Linked DNA regions of Sus scrofa: region 1 is linked to region 2. Evidence: chromatin contacts called from public Hi-C data. All regions are on one chromosome and are shown on one strand. Each heading gives the region's core, a stretch centred on a gene start, on an enhancer-like site or on the middle of the called end of the contact. The rest is flanking DNA. Distances are from core to core; before and after follow the strand shown.

The links. A called contact is a pair of places that touch in the nucleus more often than the background predicts.
Region 1: a Hi-C map of skeletal muscle shows a contact between it and region 2, with 4 times the contacts expected there. The contact joins the enhancer-like site here to the promoter of DLG1 in region 2. A contact is called at or near these places in 1 of 5 promoter capture datasets (fetal skeletal muscle), 6 of 47 Hi-C or Micro-C datasets (embryonic fibroblasts, epiblast stem cells, fetal skeletal muscle and 1 more) and 1 of 2 datasets of contacts at active chromatin or transcription factors (skeletal muscle).

What each region holds. Positions count from the first base shown.
Region 1 is chr13:132,754,583-132,757,946 of Sscrofa11.1, forward strand. No RefSeq gene overlaps it. Among named protein-coding and RNA genes, the nearest start is that of DLG1, 64 kb to the right of the region's middle. Within about 2 kb of position 1,384, at least 46 of the 83 cell types and tissues checked have an H3K27ac peak or open chromatin away from gene starts, as enhancers often do. A contact at or near this core is called in embryonic fibroblasts, fetal skeletal muscle and skeletal muscle, where this site is marked.
Region 2 is chr13:132,818,474-132,821,757 of Sscrofa11.1, forward strand. DLG1 (disks large homolog 1) reads left to right here and starts at 1,458. Exons shown (of 27, transcript XM_021070096.1): 1 at 1,458-1,478.

The DNA of each region.
Region 1 (3,364 bases), core at 134-2,633, 64 kb before region 2:
AGCAAAGAACAGCAGAGCCTGGGAGGTCAGGGAGGGAGGACTTGGAAATTTAGCAATCATCTGACCTTACCCCTTATTTTAAGACTGGAACATAGAGGTCAGGAGGGGGCAGTCCTGCCCAGTGTCATCTGGGGAACAGGGATCAGAGCGCTGGTCTCTTGGCTGCTCTGGCCGTGTTCACTCCAAGGCATCCAGCTGTTTCCTCCTCCCACAAAGCCGGCCCCTCTCCAGCCTCCGACCCGTGGCCACGTGCCAAGAGTCTCTAATGCTTATGACAACACGGCCCAGGAATTAGGTGTACTTGGTTTTCCTTATGTACAGAAGCATAAAAAAGATCAAAGCATGTACAGTTTGATGATGTTCCCAAATGCAAGCTCAAATTGCTGAGTTAAACAGCCAGCAGTTTTTTTTTTTTTTCACGGGCTTTCTGAAGCAATTGCTCAAGATGGAATTAAGCTGTATTTGCCTTTGGCTCCTTCAGAGCCCCTCCCACTGCCTAGAAAGGGGAGGAGGGGGGACCCAACAAAGACAATCTTGAGACACTCTTGCCAATTACACATTTTTACCTGCCTGATGTTCCTCTGCTTTGCATTAATTAAATCAAGACCAGGTGTCTTGCAGATGGGTTCGCTGCTGCCTATCGGAAGAGATGAATAGATCTCAGCAAATGAGCAGGGGAAAAGCGCTTAAGTTTTATGGGTCATTGATGCTGCTTCTCTCAGCAGAAACCAAGACTGAGAGAAAGGAGAGGCCTAGTTCATTAGAAAGCCTCAGTGGCTGCTTCCATCTTCGCCCTCTCCAGAGCCCCCAAGGGCAGTCAGGTCCCCTCTGCCAGCAGATCTGAAGAAGTCAGACCTCTCATTCTAAAGAAAAGTGGTTCAGGACTGGAGATTTTTGACCTGGGACCAGAGGCTGCTGACAGGGCCCTGAGCAGCGACTGGGAGCCCAAGAGTGATGGGGAGCTGTCTCCTGCTTCCCTCCTCTTCCTCTGCTGGCTGACAGCTCTCCTGGCTGATGTCAAGGCGGAGAAAAAGGAGACAACAGAGCCAGAATTTAAAGATGTTCTGACACAGTTCAGGACACAGCTCTGCCCTTGTCCCTAGGCCTGGTGAGAACAACTTTGGATGAAAACACAGAGTGACACCCCCATGTCTGCTCTCTGGAGCTCAGGCTGTCCAATTCCATTGGCAAGGCCAGGTCAGGTTTCCTTCTGGAGGACCCGGGAGCCAGGCTGAGGCCAGGATGAAGCGGGGAGGCGGGGAGGCCGGGCAGAGGGAAACAAAGGTCACTTATTACTGACAAAGAGGGCGTTTGTCCCAGCGTGTAAGGCCCCGCGCTTTCACACAGTACTGGGCCATTCACTGGGGCCCTGAGCTCACACTAACCAGCTAATCGGTTCCAAATGCTCCTCAGAAGTCTGCCTTCCACGGTGCAGACTTCTGATTCACTGCCTCGGGCACGGATTTCTGGGTGAGACCATGGATGAGCAATCCAGGGCCAGGCAGGGGCCCCCCAAGCTCACTCACACGCTGCTGGAGGCAGGCGCACCCTCTTGGTCTCTGTGACTGTAACAGAACATGAGCACACTTTGCTTTGTGCAACTAGAATCCCTTTCTAAAGAGTCCTGGGCCTCGGCCACCATCCCCCACAGCACGTTAAACCAAAATGTCCTGGCTTTGGAGGCCTGGTGGAAATGACTAAGCTGTATCTTGCAGCCAATGGTCATGTCATGTCATTCTCATCCCAGAAACTGGCAAAGCACATAAGGTAAGGGTTTGGTCTGTTCATTCTTTGGTTTTCTGCCCACTCTCTTTCTGAGCCCAGTCCCCAGAGGTCTCTTGGCCCCATGACACTTTCTTTTTTTTTTTTTTTTTTTTTTTTGTCTTTTTTTGCCATTTCTTGGGCCGCTCCCGCGGCATATGGAGGTTCCCAGGCTAGGGGTCGAATCAGAGCGGTAGCTGCTGGCCTACACCAGAGCCACAGCAACACAGGATCCGCGCCGTGTCTGCAACCTATACCACAGCTCACGGCAACGCCGGATCCTTAACCCACTGAGCAAGGGCAGGGATCGAACCCGCAACCTCATGGTTCCTAGTCGGATTTGTTAACCACTGAGCCATGACCGGAACTCCGACCTCATGACACTTTCATCAGCAACCTTCTGGTGCCTTTTAAAGGAGCAGGCCTGGTGGCCTGAGTTACCTCTTCAGGCAGCCAGGGAAGGAACCTACCTGAAGTCAAGGTGGCGCAGGCTTAGGCGAGGCAGGGTAGCACCTGGGCGCATGAAAGGAGACACTGTGGGGAGCCCAGGCTACACTGATGTGACCTTGACAGTGAGCACCTCCGGACACTGTGCATCCTCCGTGCCTCTCTTGCGTCACCCTGGTCCTAGCCTTGGGGTTGGAGGATATTTCTAATCCTGAAGGGAAGCAGTCCACTTCCCTCGTTCCAAGCCCAGAATGCTTTCTACAAAAATACCAATGCTTCACCCAAGAACCTTTGGGAGTGGACCCGGGGCTCACTCATGGCAGGGGGAAAGTCTGTCGTGCAGCCGTGGTGGAGAGTTGGCTGGTCTGAGGGCTCCCACTGGGCCACAGGTAATGGATGGATGTGCTGCTGACGTCTGCTGCAAATTTGGCCAGGGCTCAGTTGTCTCTGTGCTGACTTGGCTCCTCTAGGATTTTCTCTGGGCCCCACAAGGCCCAAGGCCTGGCTAGACTTCTCGGAGAACTTACAAAGGCCGTTGATATCGGCTACAGTGCCAAGCCCTGCCCCTGCCCCCAGCTCCCCAGCCAGACTTTCAGCTAAGTTCTTTATCATCCTCCAGGAGCCCCCGAGATTCCCACACCGTGCTGCCTCTCCTTTAATGTGGCCAGAGATACTCACACGTGTGCAGGGAATGTATGCGGTTGTCCCTGCAGACTCTGACAAGAGGGCACAGTATTCTCCTTGACCTAGCAAACATGACTCCCCCCAAGACTGGGACCTGGGGAGGGGAGATGAAGACACATGCTTATCTGGCAGCCCCCACCCCATCTCCCTTTTCCCATGATCTGTTGGAAATAGAAGGTTGGGCTCCCACGCTTCCTCCTCCTGCCTCGGGAGGGACTGATAAAATTCTGTGATCCCATCCTCCAGGCCTTTAGAAAATCCTCTCTCCCTAGCCCTTGACTTTCAAGCCTATTGTCAGCCTTGGGATGCATGGAAATCTGATTTGACAGTGAAACCTCAGCAAAGGCAAATGTTGCCCTTCCCCTGAAGCACTGACACGCCCTGCTCCAGGGAATGGGCCACCACAGAGCAACGAGATGTTTAAGATACAGAAACGCTCCTAAAAATATTTCAAAACAACATTATCTCTGCA
Region 2 (3,284 bases), core at 208-2,707:
CTTTCAGATGACTGTAGTCCTGGTAGACAACTCGACTACAGTTTCTTGAGACCACAACAGAACCATCCAGCTAAGGCTCTCCTGAAATTCTGATGCACAGAAACTGTGAGATGATGTTTATTGCTGTTTTAGTTATTGAGGAACTGAGTCTTAAGCTGCTAAGCTTTAAGGAATTTGTTATGCAGCTCTAGGTAAGTGATACGTACGGATGGATAGAAAGGAGGAATAAAGATTAAAGGCCCCTCATTCTGAGCCTGAACTTGTCTTCACCCCCAGTGGTGGAACAAGGGCTAGCTGCATTCATGTCCATTCTGGACACAGCTGACCACATAGGGCTAGGAGATGACAAGAAGGAAGGGCTTTGTGCCCTCGTCTCCTTTTCCTTCTCCCCCTCCTCTTTGTTTTTAGGGGAGGACTAGGAAGACATTGAGAACTTGTACAAATTTTGTTTTTGACTTTTCAGCGGCCCCTGGAAAAACCTGCACTGGCCTTTATCCATTTGTTATTAGGCTGTGGGTCCTGAGAGCAGGGCTTGGATCTCTGTTTTTATCTCCATTTCCTGAACAATGGATGAACAGTGGGTGAAATCCCTTCCTCCTTCTCCTAAATTCTGAAGATATTCCATTCTTAGAATAGTTCCTTAAATGGAACCCTTTCATTCGCAGTTCCTCAATGAAGTCTTGATAGCCATCAGCCATTTTCACTATTAACTCTCCCCACCATTTTACTATTTTCAAAAATCCCTCTATTTAAGCTCCTTACTTTTAAGAGCTTCCTTTTGCTTTTCCATCCCATTTCTTCTTTGTAGTGTTGCTTTACCTGTTGCTCAAACTTCCATGATGCAGGAGACCATAGATTTGCTGCCAGTACCAGCATACTACTATCAAGTTGTCAAAAATCGCAGTGGAAGGAGCCCTGGACTGGAGCTAGGTGAGCTAATTCTGGGCTGCTGCCGCTGATTAGCCTATATTCTTGGGCAAATTGCTTCCCTACCCTGGACCTCTGTTTCCTTATCTTAAACTGAGAGAGTGGGTCAAGTTAGGATTCCAAGGTGCATTCCAAAAGTGAAACTCTGTGGTCAGCAAACCTCTAAACAACTGTTACACTACAAGTCTCCCCGGACTTCCCTTTATTGGCCCAAGGGTACTGTCTCAGTGAAAGGCTATCAGGTTTGCTGGAAAGAGACTTTCGATTTGAAAGACATGATCTCTGTATTTCCAGTTTTGTCACTAATTCTGGGCAAACTTAAGCAGATTCTTCTCTCTGCACCTCAGAGCAGGGAGGTAGGTCCCTGTTACGCGGAAGAGGCTCGAAGATCTGGGAGTGACTTAGAGAGGTTTTCCGGATTCTCTTTCGACAACTTGAGTGGCTCAGGCAGGGAGCGTGGTCCCGGCCCTCCCATAGTCCCGCTCCCAGGTGTAATCGAAACTTAAACTAGCCGTGCCTGCCAAGTTGCGGCTCGGCTGCGGTAGCTACAGGTGAGCTATTAAAGGCGCCGCCAGAGATTGGGGCTGATGACTAGGCGGAGGTTGCAGGCAAGGGGGAATGAATGAGTGAGTGAAAAAGAACGAATTTTCTCTTCCCATTCTTAAATGCCTTTATACTTGGAATTAATCACATAGACTTAAAAATGCTCCAATAAAACCCTCAAATTCCTATCAAATTAACGAATATCCCTATTTTACCTGCCCTTCTTTCAGTCCCCCCCCCAACTTTTACTGAGGGACTAATAGTAACTTTAAAAAAATTATTACAAAGTGTATGAGTGCAGAGACGGCGCGCCCCCCCGCCCAAACTCCTTCCTTTTCCTCCCTCCTGCGGTGGGTGGGTGGCGGATTCGACCCCTCCCCGAGCACGCTTTTCCAGGTTGGGGATCCACCTCCGGGGGCTCCAAGTACTATCTCCTGCCCAGGAATTGAAAACAGCACGTGCTTAGTGAGATTAAAGGATGTCTCGGAATGTGTGTCTTGGATCTGGTGTAGGTGAGGTTAGGTCTTTCCACACCCTGACCCTTCCGGGCCTGGCGCGCCACTTGCTTAGAAACGCTGGACACACCGGCGGGTTTGGGCGAAGAGAAGGAGGGGTAGAGGCGGGCTCTTCCAGGCCCCCCAGACCACCTGTAGAGTCTGTTTGTCAACTCCTTTGTCCTCAGAGCCACTTCGATGGCCTCCCCCTTTAAACGAAGAGGTTTGCTTAGACGCTCCCCGGGCCCCTTTCGCGTTCCCCACCCCGCTCCAGGCCCTCCTCCCCCTTCCAACCCAAAGGTAGCACAGCGGAGAGCCCCGGGCTCCGCGCGAGCCGCCTCCTCACTTCCCATTGGCTGAGAGCGCCGGGAGAGCGGTCACGTGGGGGCGCGGCAGTTCAGCTTCAGGGCCGCCATCTTGGCGGAAAGTTTGGGGGGAGAGCGGTTGGGGGCGCGGAAGGAGGCGAGGTTCCGGGGGTGGGGCGGCCAGGAGCCGAGCGGGCGAGCGGGCTAGCGGGCCGCGGCGAGTGAGTAGGCACCAGCGGCGGCGGCGGCGGAGGAGGAAGAGGCCGTGGGGGTGCGGCAACCGAGGGGAGCTCCTCCCCCGTTCCCTCACCCCTCTCTGCTTAGCTCCGCGAGCCCCGGGCGGGGCGGGGGGACGTGGAGCGGGGCAGGGCGGGGGAGCCGCCCCGAGACCGGCCGGAGCGCACCGCTGCTCGGAGCGCACGGCACTGGCAGGAACTTTGTGGCGGCGCCGCAGGTGTGGGGGCCCGCGGAGGTGTGCATGTGGGTCGCGAGGGCGTCGCGGAGAGCGGCCGCTTCCCTGTCTGGACCCTGCTGGAGTAGCTCGGAGGAAGCGAGCTGGAGACAGGCAAGCGAGAGGAGGGGTCCGGGCAGGGCGGGGTGATCAGTCCAGCTGGCCCCTTCTCTGAGCGCTTTACGGCCGCCTCTGGCTTAGGGGCCAAGGGTCGGAGCGACTTCCTCACCCTTCCAGTAGTAGGTGAGAACTATGCACGCTTCTGCCGGGAGAGGGGTGGCCCCATGTCTGGGCATTTAGTGCTCTCTTGAGAGGGAGCAGCTTTCGAGGAGAATTTTGAAGCTTCTGTCAGCTCTTAATTTGCAGGGGTACCCACCGTAGTTTAAAGCTTTCTAGATTGACTGACACTGCTGGGTTTTGAGGTTCTTCTTTTCACTTAGGAAAACTTTGCCAGGTGGGCTTTTCAAATGGGGCTGGGGGGTTTTCGATTTGAGAGTTAGGGGGAAATGCTAATTTAACCACGATTCTCTTCTTTAGTTCTCTTTCCTTTTTGTTTTGTTCTTT